Regions from separate parts of the Gossypium hirsutum genome. Here region 2 is linked to region 1. The links are chromatin contacts, called in public Hi-C maps. All regions are on one chromosome and are shown on one strand. The core of a region is the stretch at or near the end of the contact, and the rest is flanking DNA. Distances in the headings are between cores, read along the strand shown.

Evidence for each region. Hi-C and Micro-C count contacts between places; a contact is called where the count stands out from the background.
Region 2: a contact with region 1 is called in a Hi-C map of leaf, with 3 times the contacts expected there. The contact joins the promoter of LOC107960623 here to the promoter of LOC107943927 in region 1. A contact is called at or near these places in 2 of 34 Hi-C or Micro-C datasets (both in leaf).

What each region holds. Positions count from the first base shown.
Region 1 is chrA05:30,243,655-30,249,581 of Gossypium_hirsutum_v2.1, reverse strand. It overlaps LOC107943927 (cytochrome c oxidase subunit 6b-1), which reads left to right and starts at 3,694. Exons shown (of 5, transcript XM_016877741.2): 1 at 3,694-4,024; 2 at 5,425-5,718; 3 at 5,809-5,891. The coding sequence starts at 3,983. It overlaps LOC107943924 (14-3-3-like protein), which reads left to right. Exons shown (of 4, transcript XM_016877738.2): 1 at 1-266; 2 at 336-458; 3 at 542-658; 4 at 767-1,048. The coding sequence ends at 835.
Region 2 is chrA05:30,376,607-30,382,118 of Gossypium_hirsutum_v2.1, reverse strand. LOC107960623 reads right to left here and starts at 2,030. Exons shown (of 1, transcript XM_016896939.1): 1 at 1,155-2,030. The coding sequence starts at 2,030. The coding sequence ends at 1,155.

The DNA of each region.
Region 1 (5,927 bases), core at 2,445-4,944:
AGAAAGAGGAGAGCCGCGGTAATGAGGAACACGTCGCGAAAATCCGTGATTATCGCGCAAAGATTGAGTCCGAGCTCTCCTCGATCAGTGACGGGATCTTGAAGCTCCTTGACAAAAGGCTTATCCCTGCGGCTTCCGCTGCAGAGTCCAAGGTCTTCTATCTTAAGATGAAGGGAGATTATCATAGGTATTTGGCTGAGTTCAAGGCTGGAGCCGAACGCAAGGAAGCTGCTGAGAGTACTCTTTCTGCCTACAAATCTGCTCAAGTAAATTTCCCCTCATTTTCTTCGAGACCTGTTTTTTTTCCCCGTTAATTTTATTTTTCCGATTCTCAGGACATTGCCACCGCCGAGTTACCGCCAACTCACCCTATTCGACTCGGATTGGCACTCAATTTTTCTGTTTTCTACTACGAGATTCTCAATTCTCCCGATCGTGCTTGCAACCTCGCCAAACAGGTAGGTCAATTATTTTTTCTTTAATAAAAAGTAATTTGTTCATAAATACAGTCGATTGACGTGTCGGCTTGTTCATTGAGTAGGCATTTGATGAAGCAATAGCAGAATTGGATACTCTAGGCGAGGAATCATACAAAGACAGCACCCTTATCATGCAACTCCTCCGTGACAATCTCACTCTCTGGACCTCCGACTTGCAGGTAAATTTAATTTCACATTTTAATTTTAAATTAACTCTTTTCCCCCTTTTATTTCTTGCTTCTTTTTTTTCAACATTTGAATTAAATTGTGATAATATTATTAATTAGGATGATGGAGCTGATGAGATTAAAGAAGCAGCGAAGCAGGAGGAAGAGGAGAAGCAGCCAAAGCAGTAGCGACAAGAAGTGAGACTCTGCTGCGCTTTCTTTTCTATTACAATTTACCAATTTAGGGTTTTTAAATCAAAATTAAACTTTTGTTATCTCTTTGCTATCAAATATTTTAGGCAATTATTGTCTCTGTTTTTATGTGTTATTTATTTTTTGCTTAATTTCTGTAATTGAAAATTAATTGTTTTGTGTTAAGTTACCTGAGCAAATTTAACGTCACACACTTAAATCTGTACAGCTTGTCTGATCATTTCCTCGATCTAACTTTTCGTTGGTCCGATATTTCGAGCATCAAATTTAACCATTTAACCATAATTTATACTTCAAATCTTTATATTCTTTATATATTTAAAATTTAATTATATATTTAAAATAATTTTAATAAAAAATATAGGTTCAATTATTAATCTATTATTTTTTTTTAAAATTTATCGGTATGATATTTAAGAAAAAAACACATTTAATAATCATGTAATCAAAAAGTAATGTTGTAATAAACTTAAATTTAATAAAAGAGTTTTAATTGTATTAACAATTGAATTTGTAATTTTAAATTTGAAAAATAAAACTAAATTTTTAAGAGTACAAGTAGAGGATATATGTTCTAAATGTAAAAATAATATAGATTCTTAAATATATTTATATTTAACCTCGAGGTTACTTCTATATTTTAACATCTTGATATTATTTTGAAATATAAAATTACAAGGTGATGGAAATTTTAATTTGTAATTTAACAACTATTAAGGATTCCAAAATTTCAGATTTTTTTTCTCCTGTGAGTCGATCTCCAATATCTTATTGGATTATACTAAATGCGCGATTAAGGCTATCCCTTGTCCTTATGTCGGATGTCTTGAAATCCAAGATTTGTGCCATTGGGGTTTCGGAAGTAATGAGAAATATTCCGTGGATCGGTTTATGTAATACTCGCAAAGGCAGATTTTGATTCTCAGCCATCTCAGAAGTTTGATTGGATATGTCATTTATAATGTTTGGAAAGAATTAAATTTTTTTTATGTGTGTTGAGTAATTTTTGTTGTGTCCTTTAGATGGCGTAATTTACCTATTTATATAATGTGATATTGTTAAATAAGCTCCATACACATAAACATGTATTTAACCCTAAACTAACCACATGTTACATGGTTCCAAGCCCATGCAATCTCGTAGTATGGGACCTCACACTACAGGGGTCAAGTTTGGCTCGCCATCTTGCAAACTCACCCTGCGAATCTACCTCTTGGGTCAAGCCTGCTAGTCTGTGAATTCTTTAGGACCCAGACCCAAATCTAAGACGGGTTTAGGCCCATGATGAGAATCATGCTAACAATGTGGGTGATGATTTTGAATCATTTAAATATTAATTAGATAAAAGAGAGAGAAAAAAATTTAACGAATGATGAAGCTTGTGCAAGTTGCCGCTATTCTTGGAGTCTATCAAGCATATTTTGCGCAGTTGTCGTATGACCCACTAAGTCAGGTCGGAAATAAGGGTCTTATCGTATGCTTTCAATCAGACTTTTTTTTATGTCGTTTACCCACTGGTTGGAGTATAAATTTACAAGGAACTTTTCTTCAGTTTATTCAGTCCCTTGGGGTATTCTATTTACCATGGTTTTATGGGGTCTGTGGAAGGGTCGAAAGAGCTCAGTGTTCAAAGGAGAGGATCCTTCCCCAGTGTAAATTCTCGCTTATGCAAGGAAGTTTGCGCAGGATATTTGCACAGGGAATCACTTATTTGTGGCTAAAATCCATCGTGGACCAACATGGGTTCATTGGCGGCGTCCTCCAAATGGTTGTTTTATCTTAAATATCGACGGTGCTGTAAAGAGTAGCAGTGAGCACTAAGTTAGCCTTTGCAGGTGGTTTGATTTGATTCGTGATATTACGTATGGGGTTTCATGCTGAAAATCGGCTACACGGATAGTCTCCAAGCGGAGCTTTGTGGCGTGAGGAAAGGACTTCATTTGGCAAGACGGTTGGGCGTTCCGAAACTGATTATGGAATTTGATGTTATGCTAGCTGTTTGTTTTCTGAACCACCCGTTTGATAATATTCATCCTTTGAGTACCCTTGTTCGTGATTGCTTGGCTGTTATTATCGAAGGCTGAGTAATCGAAGTGCGTCATACTCTTAGAGAGGGAAACTGGTGTGCCGACCATTTGGCAAACTTAGTGCAGGGTCTTGATGAGAACTTTTGCCAACTTGATCTTCCTCCGGAGAGCATCACTCCATTGTTGCAGGCCGATGCCTGTTCATTGTTTCTTCTTCGGTACAAAAACTTATATATGTAAGTATCAAACTTAGAGAAGCAATGGGTTGAAACTTACTCTATGTTGGTATCTTAAAATTCAGAAAATACTTTGGCAAGCTAATTCTTTCTCTAATTTATAATGTACCCCAAAAAATTTAAATACGTAATTTCTTTGATGTAACATGGTTAAAAGTGCTTAATACATAAAACAATATTAACTTTTCTAGCTATACAACCACCGTTTGAGTAAGAATATTGTCACGCCTCATTTGATTATTAGTATAATAATATGATGACAAAATTTATTTATTACATATATATTATAATAATTAAACATAAAATAAAAAGTAATTAATAAAAATTTAAACTAAAAATTAGAAAGATAAGTAAAAGAATCTAGTAAAAAATAAGTCATCTTTAAAAAAATAAAAATATTTCTTCTCTTTTTCAAAAATAAATTATGTAAGTAGCTAAAAATTAATTTATTATTAACTCTGAACAAATATTATTTTTACCAATTATACCATATGCATAACAAACAAAACTGCTTACAAAAAGAATGGGCCAAAGATAAAAGGCCCATAACTAGTAGCCTACTCGGCACCCCCAAAGTTGTCGAGCAGGCGACCTCCCAGTCAGTCCAAAAAGCCAAGGAAAAGGCAGGCCTAGCGAGTGCCGCGCAGCTTCTAAAATTGTATACCGGCAGCTCTGCAAAGAATGTAACACGTGGCGCAAGTTGCGTGAAGTCAATATCTTTTCGCTTACGACTCCTCAAAAATTCTGACCTAAACCCTAACCAACATATTTCTGTCTCAAGCCGTTTTATCCTTGATTAGCCGCCTTCTATAACTCGCCAGTCGCCGGTCACCATCAGCTGATCGCCTCCTCTTCCAGCAATGGCGGAAGCTCAAACAGAAACTCCGCCTTCCCTATCTGAGGTGCAATTATTACTCTTTTGGCCTTTGCTATTTCTTCTTCTTCTTTTATTTTTTTTTGTTTTTTAAACTGTTTTAGATGTTCAATTTCGGTTTTTTAGAAGTTACTTTAAATTGGATCGGAATGATCTTTGAGGTGCAATTTTACTCTCGCTGCTTCAATTTCCAAATTCATTTCTTCCGAAGCAATAATCGTAGGTTGTTTCAGTCCTTGTAGGAATACGATCTCCGTTGCTTTGGCCTTTTTTGTTCATTTTATTTTTCTTTCAATTTTTGGACTGTTTTGGATATTTAATTTTGGTTTTTTAGAAGTTAGTTTAGATGGGATTGAAATCAGCAGATCGAAATGAGCGGATCGGATCAAGTAATAATAGATATCATTTCTGAAATTAGAATTATTTAGTGACTAGATCATGTCGGCTATTTGAAGTTTCGAGATTGCTGTTGTGATTACATTTTGATTGCCGATGCTTGTTATCGACTACAATGAAGTCCTATTTTTTTCAATATCATATGAACATTTTTGTTTCGAAATTCATTGCAACTCTTTTTTCTTTCTGTATTGGTCCGTTGAAGTTGCTCTATGATCTCCCTTGTGATTCTGCCGATTTGAGTTTTATGTGCATGATATTTTTTCTTGTCAAAGGGTTCATTTGTAACTGAATGTCAAAGAAATGTAACATTTCAAGCAAACGTTCATTGTGTTTATCACTAGTTGTGGACTTCTGGTGCTTAATAAAAGAAACTAATACTAAGGCATGATCAGATGAAATTTTTGAGTTGAAGTTTGCGGCTTAAATCAGAAGGTTTTGAGTAAGGGAAGGTAACGTTTCACTGGTATTGTAGTCGAAATGCCAACTCAGATATTAGTATTGCATCTACATTGCACTTCTTGAACTAAAAGCAAATCTACTCATGATTATTTTGTGTGAACAATAATGTTCATCTATACTCTAGAATGATAAATTGGGTTTTCTTTATCTTCTTTCAAGCTTGTTTTTACTTCTTCTTGGATATCCCATTCTTGCTTAAAATTAGCTAAGATGCAAACTTGGTTGCTAAATTTTGGAGCTGATAACATCAATGAAATCCCTACTTCTCGCGCTTGTAAAATGCTTTGTGTATTTGGGCTGATACTAAGCTTTGTAATTCATAGTTATTTGCTATGTTACTGGATTTTGGGTGTTAGTATTTGATATGTATTTGTGCTTGAAACGGTATGGTGAGTTTTTGTTTTCTTTTTTAAGTTTTTTCTATGTATTTGGAGAATCCTGGAGGTCATATCCCCATTTCGATGTGGTGAACATGAGTGTCAGATTCGGGTACTTCAAGAAAAATAAAAATCAGAGCAAAAGAGGTTATTTGACCAGAGTATGTTTTTTTTTGAATCTTTGGACATGCAGCAATATTCACTGAAGGAAAAAGCGGAGAAATCAGATGTGGCTACAAAAGCAGCTGATGCAGAAGAGGTCGAAAATTCAGCTAATACTTCTTCCAAGGAAGTGGTGACCGAGGAAGTCGAGACTCCTGCTCCTCTTGTGGAAAGTACTGAGGTTCCTCCTGCTGTTGCTGAAGAAAACACCGAAGCCAATCCTGTTGCTGAGAACAGTGTTGAAGATGCTCAAGTTGCTGTGGAAGAAAGTAATGAACGTACCGAAGAGAGCTCAGGTGATGCTGAAGAAACACCGGAGATAAAGGTAGCGTTCTCAACCGTTCATTAAGAGCTTAATCAATGTTGCCTGTTAGATTGCTTCACTTACATACTATGGTGCATGCTCGGCATTCAGCTTGAGACTGCTCCTGCAGATTTTCGCTTCCCAACTACAAACCAAACAAGGCATTGCTTCACTCGATATATTGAGTACCATCGGTGAGTTAAACTTTGTTTATGAATTATATTGTATCT
Region 2 (5,512 bases), core at 781-3,280, 130 kb before region 1:
CAACCTTGACAATTCCACGAGAAGATTTTTAAGGACGGTTCCATAGAAATATAAATAAATAAAAAGAAACAAGAAACTAATCAAAAGAAAAGTAACAAAACCCAAATAAATAAAAAGCAAAAAGGCCAGAAACCAAACATAAAAGCTTTACTGACTAGGGGTATTCAACCCCTCTATCTGCGCATCATTTTTGACAAAATTCTCAGCAATCAAAATCACCCGAAATGTTATTGACTAAAAGTTCCATGGATTTTTTTAACGAAATTCGTTGAGAGCCAGTATTCTTGAATCGCGCATTGCTGCCATGAAAGATTTTATTTTGTTTACTGATTTTGCCATTAAGTTTATTCCGTTTGCCCAATCCAGAGAACCTCACTGGAACCAAAGAGCCGTTTGAAGGCTGGACTTCTTTGTTTTCAAAGAAAACCACTGCCGAATGCTTGCCGGAATCAAGGCTGCCAACGTCCAAAATTACTTCGCCTCTGTCAACCCCCTTTAAAATCAGGTTTACCCGGTGCGTTGAAGGCTCTCCTTCGACATGCAGTGTCGCCCCATCGATAGTTTGCTTTGGCATATTCTCCGCCACTGAGGCTCGGCTACAGCTACTAGGAGCACCAGGGCTCTGTTGCATCCCTTCGATCTGGGCATTACAGTCCATCAAATTCCAGGCTTGTTTGGGCACAGCATCTTCTAAGCCCAAAGCTGTGGTAACCTTTTCATTAATCTGCACAATGTTATTAGTGTTCTTTTGGATCAAGCTAGGGTCCAATTGAGGTCCATTCCCATATTTGAAAACTGGTCCTAGAAGCATGTTTGAGCCTACCTCTTTGAATTTTCCTTTATTTATCATCTTATTAAAATCGGGCTGTCCGTTATTCTAGATTCCCAAATCTCCCCTGCAATCTTTCCCTTTAGTACGCCTAATATCTTCTACATCTCTGGCTTAATATTATTGATTTGAATCCCTATTCTTAAGGCCATTGAATCTGGAACCTACCTTTTCTTTCTCATAATTTGCAGTTAATTTTTACATATTCTCCATTGATTTACGCCTTGATTTCCTTTCTAATATCATCCAAGGTCTGGAATTTGCTTCTTTCTTCTCCGCTTCTTCAACGGTCATTTTTTGGTTCTCTGGTATCGACATAGATGAGTTAGCGTTCATCTCTACAAATGTTTTCCACATGCCCATACCTTCCACAATGAAAACAAATAGTAGAAAGAGATTCATATTCTACCTTTTGAATTCGCCCATTAATCAAGATTTGGGACACTAGTGGCTCTTCCAGGTTGACATAAACCGCCATTCTAGCAAATCGTCCCTGCGTTCTATTGTCAGTATTCATATCTAATTTAACCACCTTACCCACAAGTTCTCTAATTTCTGTGATTATTTTGCGGTTGTATAAATAGCTAGGTAACGCAAGGAATCTAATCCATGCCATTACAACACTTGGGAAAGCTTGTGTAGGATCAAAAGCCATTGTCCAAGGCTGAACGGTCAAATACTGACCAAAAATAGTCCACAGTCCTTCGGAGAGAACCTTATCACAATCCATCTTATTTTGGAATTTGACTAGAAAATAGCCATTTTCAATGTCCATCATATGAATAGGTGCTGATGGTCTCCACATTATGTAAAATTTATTCTGTAAAACTGAAAAACCAATGTTACGGCCTAGAAGTTTTACAATCACAGTATTATCCATACCTTGGATAAAGATTTGGTAAATCCGTTCTGAGAAAGTGATAGAAGGCACTCCATTCACAACAGTCCTCTGAATGTCTCCTTCCAAAATATCAAAAGCTTCCTTTTCATCCAAACCATTAGAACCATTCTTTGAGGATTGACTGACAAGCATGTCTCTCCATGAAGTAGGTTGATCTGAGGACAGCTCGATCATCATATCATTACTCGGTTCTTCCACCTTTTCTCTGAACCTAACCTTCTTAGGGATCAACTCTTCCCCAATGGGTTTTCCAAGACCATCGTTTTCACAGAGAGAACTCGACATATTGTCCCTCACCATCCTTTTAGTTTTCCCTAATGTATTTTCTATTGAGAATAATTTGGTTCATATTTTCCTGGCAAATCACGCAAGTAATATAGTAAAACTCGATTTGAGTTAAATAAATTGAATTATTCGAGTCAATTTAAATAAGTAGTTCGAGTTTTGAGTTTGAATTGAATTAAATTTTATAATTCGAAAAACTCGAATAATTCGAATAACAGATTGGTATAAATACCCTTTTGGTCCTTGTGAAGTTTGAAAATGAAAAAATTGGTCTCTCTCAACAAAAATTACAAAATAATTCAAAATAATTTTTGTAATTTAAAATTTTATAATTTTAAAAAACTATAAAAAAATTCTAAGAAATACATAAAAATTTTAAAAAATTAAAAATTTCTAGAATAATAATTTTGGGATCTAAATAAGTTAATTAATGATTCAAGTTTATCATACTAAAGTATTTTTTTTTATTTTTCTTTGAAAAAGTTTTCAAATATATATTGTTTTAATTTTATGTGTTATAACATGAAATTAGTTATACTGTAACAAGATTTTAGTTTGACATATTTAATTTTTAAATTTAACTCAAACAATTTCACTCGATTCGAAAAAAAATTCAAATCGAGTTAGGATGATAAAATAGGACTCGTCAACTCGAAATTTTTTCACTTAATTTGACTCAATTCAATTGAACGCTTACCCCCTAATTGTATGTGTTAAACTACTACAATTTTTACAAATTGGAGAAGGAACGTAATAGAGAGGACTTGAAACTTGGATCTTAGAGCATTAATCCAGCTTTAATTAAGGTATGGATGCATGCCTTGGTTAGTGGTTCGAACCTCCATGAGTGTAATATGTATAATTAATGTTTTGTATAACATTAACATTTTGTTCCTTGAATTTATAAATCATATCTTCACCAATCAAGATACTTTTTAAACTTAATAAACCTCTCTGAGTTCTCCTCAAAATACGGAAGATAAAAGCTCTTATAAAAACAATACCTTTTATTGAGGGAGTAAGACACTCCAAAGTAAATACTCACTCTCAATACATATGATAGCAATAATTTATATTTGTATTTATACGGTAAGAATAACATATTAAGTGAATGATGATAGTAGATTTAGAGAAAAGTTTATATTTAAGATTTCAACATTTATACTTTAATAAAATATTCCAATAATCAGAAACATATTTTAATTATGAACAATTTTTTTATAAATAATTATAAATTATGCTTTAGTGAATATTTCAAAAGTTAATTATTTGGTTAAAATTAAGAAAATTTAAAATATATATATTAAAAGTTTAAAGATCGATGTTATTAAATTTTTCTAAAAACAAATATTTCGCAACATTAAAAATATTCTTTAAAAATATATAAAAAATAATGTTATAAAATTTTTTAGATTATTTTTTTTACTTTTTAATATTGTTCAAATTTTAAAATTTTTATTGCTTAAAAATATAAAACTATTTATTTTGCAAGTACTATTAAATTGATTTAAATAAATATATAATATAATTTCTAAATAATATTATATTCATTTTAATATCAATTATTATTATTTTATGAAAAGTTGATTTGTTAATTATTATGTTTTCTAAATAATATTAGGGTAAATTACACCAACAGTCACCAAACTTTGGGGTAAATGACAAAACAGTCACCTAGATTTCATTTCAGTCACTTAACTTTCAAAAAGTAACAAAACGATCACTAACGTTATAAAAAAGTGACAAAACAGTCACTAACTAACAGCTACCGTTAGGGTATTAACGGGATTGTTGACGTGACAAGTTAACCGCTAATGTGGCAAGTTAACTTGCCACATTGGCGACGGCTGATGGGTTTGGGACGGGTTTAGGGAAAAAAAATTGAAGGGTTAATGGGTTAATGTTTTAGGGTTAGAAACAGATTAGCTTTAAGGGGATTGAGGGGGAAAGGAAAATCGATTTGGGAAATTTCGATCGTGATTTAGGGTTTTTTAGGCTTTAAACTGAATTGGGAATCGATTAAAAAGTTTTAGGGTTAAAAATGAGTTCAATAATCGATTAACAGGGTATAAGTTTTAGGGTTTAGGGTGGTTTATTTTGTTTAGGGAGAAAAGAAGACGAACCAGAAGTTTTTGATTGTCAGAGACAATAGGCAATAGAAGGGAAGCTACTAGTGTTGTTACATCCATTTTAACGGGTAAGTTCTTGCATTTAGTTTTAAATTTTTTGGATTTCAATGCTGTTATTTCGATTTAGGGTTAATTAGGGATATTTCGATTTCAAATTTAATTTTGATTTTGATTTCGATTTCTATTTCGATTTTGATTACAATTTTGAAACACTCACTGATTCTGATTTAGATTTTGATTTCAATTTCGATTTTGATCTCAATTTAGGATTAGAATTTGATTTTGATTTCGATTTAGATTTTGATTTAGGGTTATTTCGATTTTGATTTTATTTGTTATTAATGTGCATAACAGATTAAGGTTTGGTTTTTAAAGATTATGACATATAATGTGTAGTGTATTGTGTCTGCCATTGTTTAGGGTTATTTCGATTTTGATTTTGATGTTTATTGTTTGTATCTGCCATTGTATGAATGCCATTATCAAACTGATCTTTATTGTGTATATATGCCATTGTTTGTATCTGTCATTATATGAATGTCATTATCAAACTGATCTTTATTGTGTATATCTGCCATTGTATGAATGTCATTATCAAATTGATGTTTATTGTGTATATCTGTCATTGTTTGTATCTGCCATTGTATGAATGTCATTATCAAATTGATGTTTATTGTGTATATCTGCCATTGTTTGTATCTGCAATTAAATTATACATTATTAAATTGATGTTTATTGTGTATATCTGCCATTGTTTGTATCTGCGATTAAATTATACATTATTAAACTGATGTTTATTGTCTATATCTGTCATTGTTTGTATCCAAGCTCCTATTGTTATTTACCTTCTTTATTGTACTGGTTATTGCCTATTATTGTCTGCCATGTGCATGAGAAAAATGGTTGTGTTTGATTAAATTAATTTTTTTATTCGTTGTTGTCTGTCATGTGCATGACAGAAGTGTTTGTATTAAATTATTGGGTATTTTGTATTGGTTATTGTCTGAAAAAAATGGTTAAAGTGTTTGCCTATGTTGTCTGCCTTTATTGATGAGTACTTTGTTTGACAGGTTTAATTGATGACAATTTTAATGAGAATGAAGAAAACGTGTCTGGTAGTGATGTGTCTGGTAGTGATAGTGATGCATCTGAAAGAGTTACTTTAGATGGTTTAAACATGGATGGTATAGAAGTAGATGAACTGTATGATAGTGATGATTCTGGGAGGTTAGATAGTGCACATGGATCTGACTCAGATGGCCAAAATTGGCCTGAGTTCAACCTAGAGAATGACATGAGTAATCTTAGACTTAAGGTTGGAATGTTATTTAAGTCTAAACACAGTCTAAAAGAAGCTGCCAAGCAGTA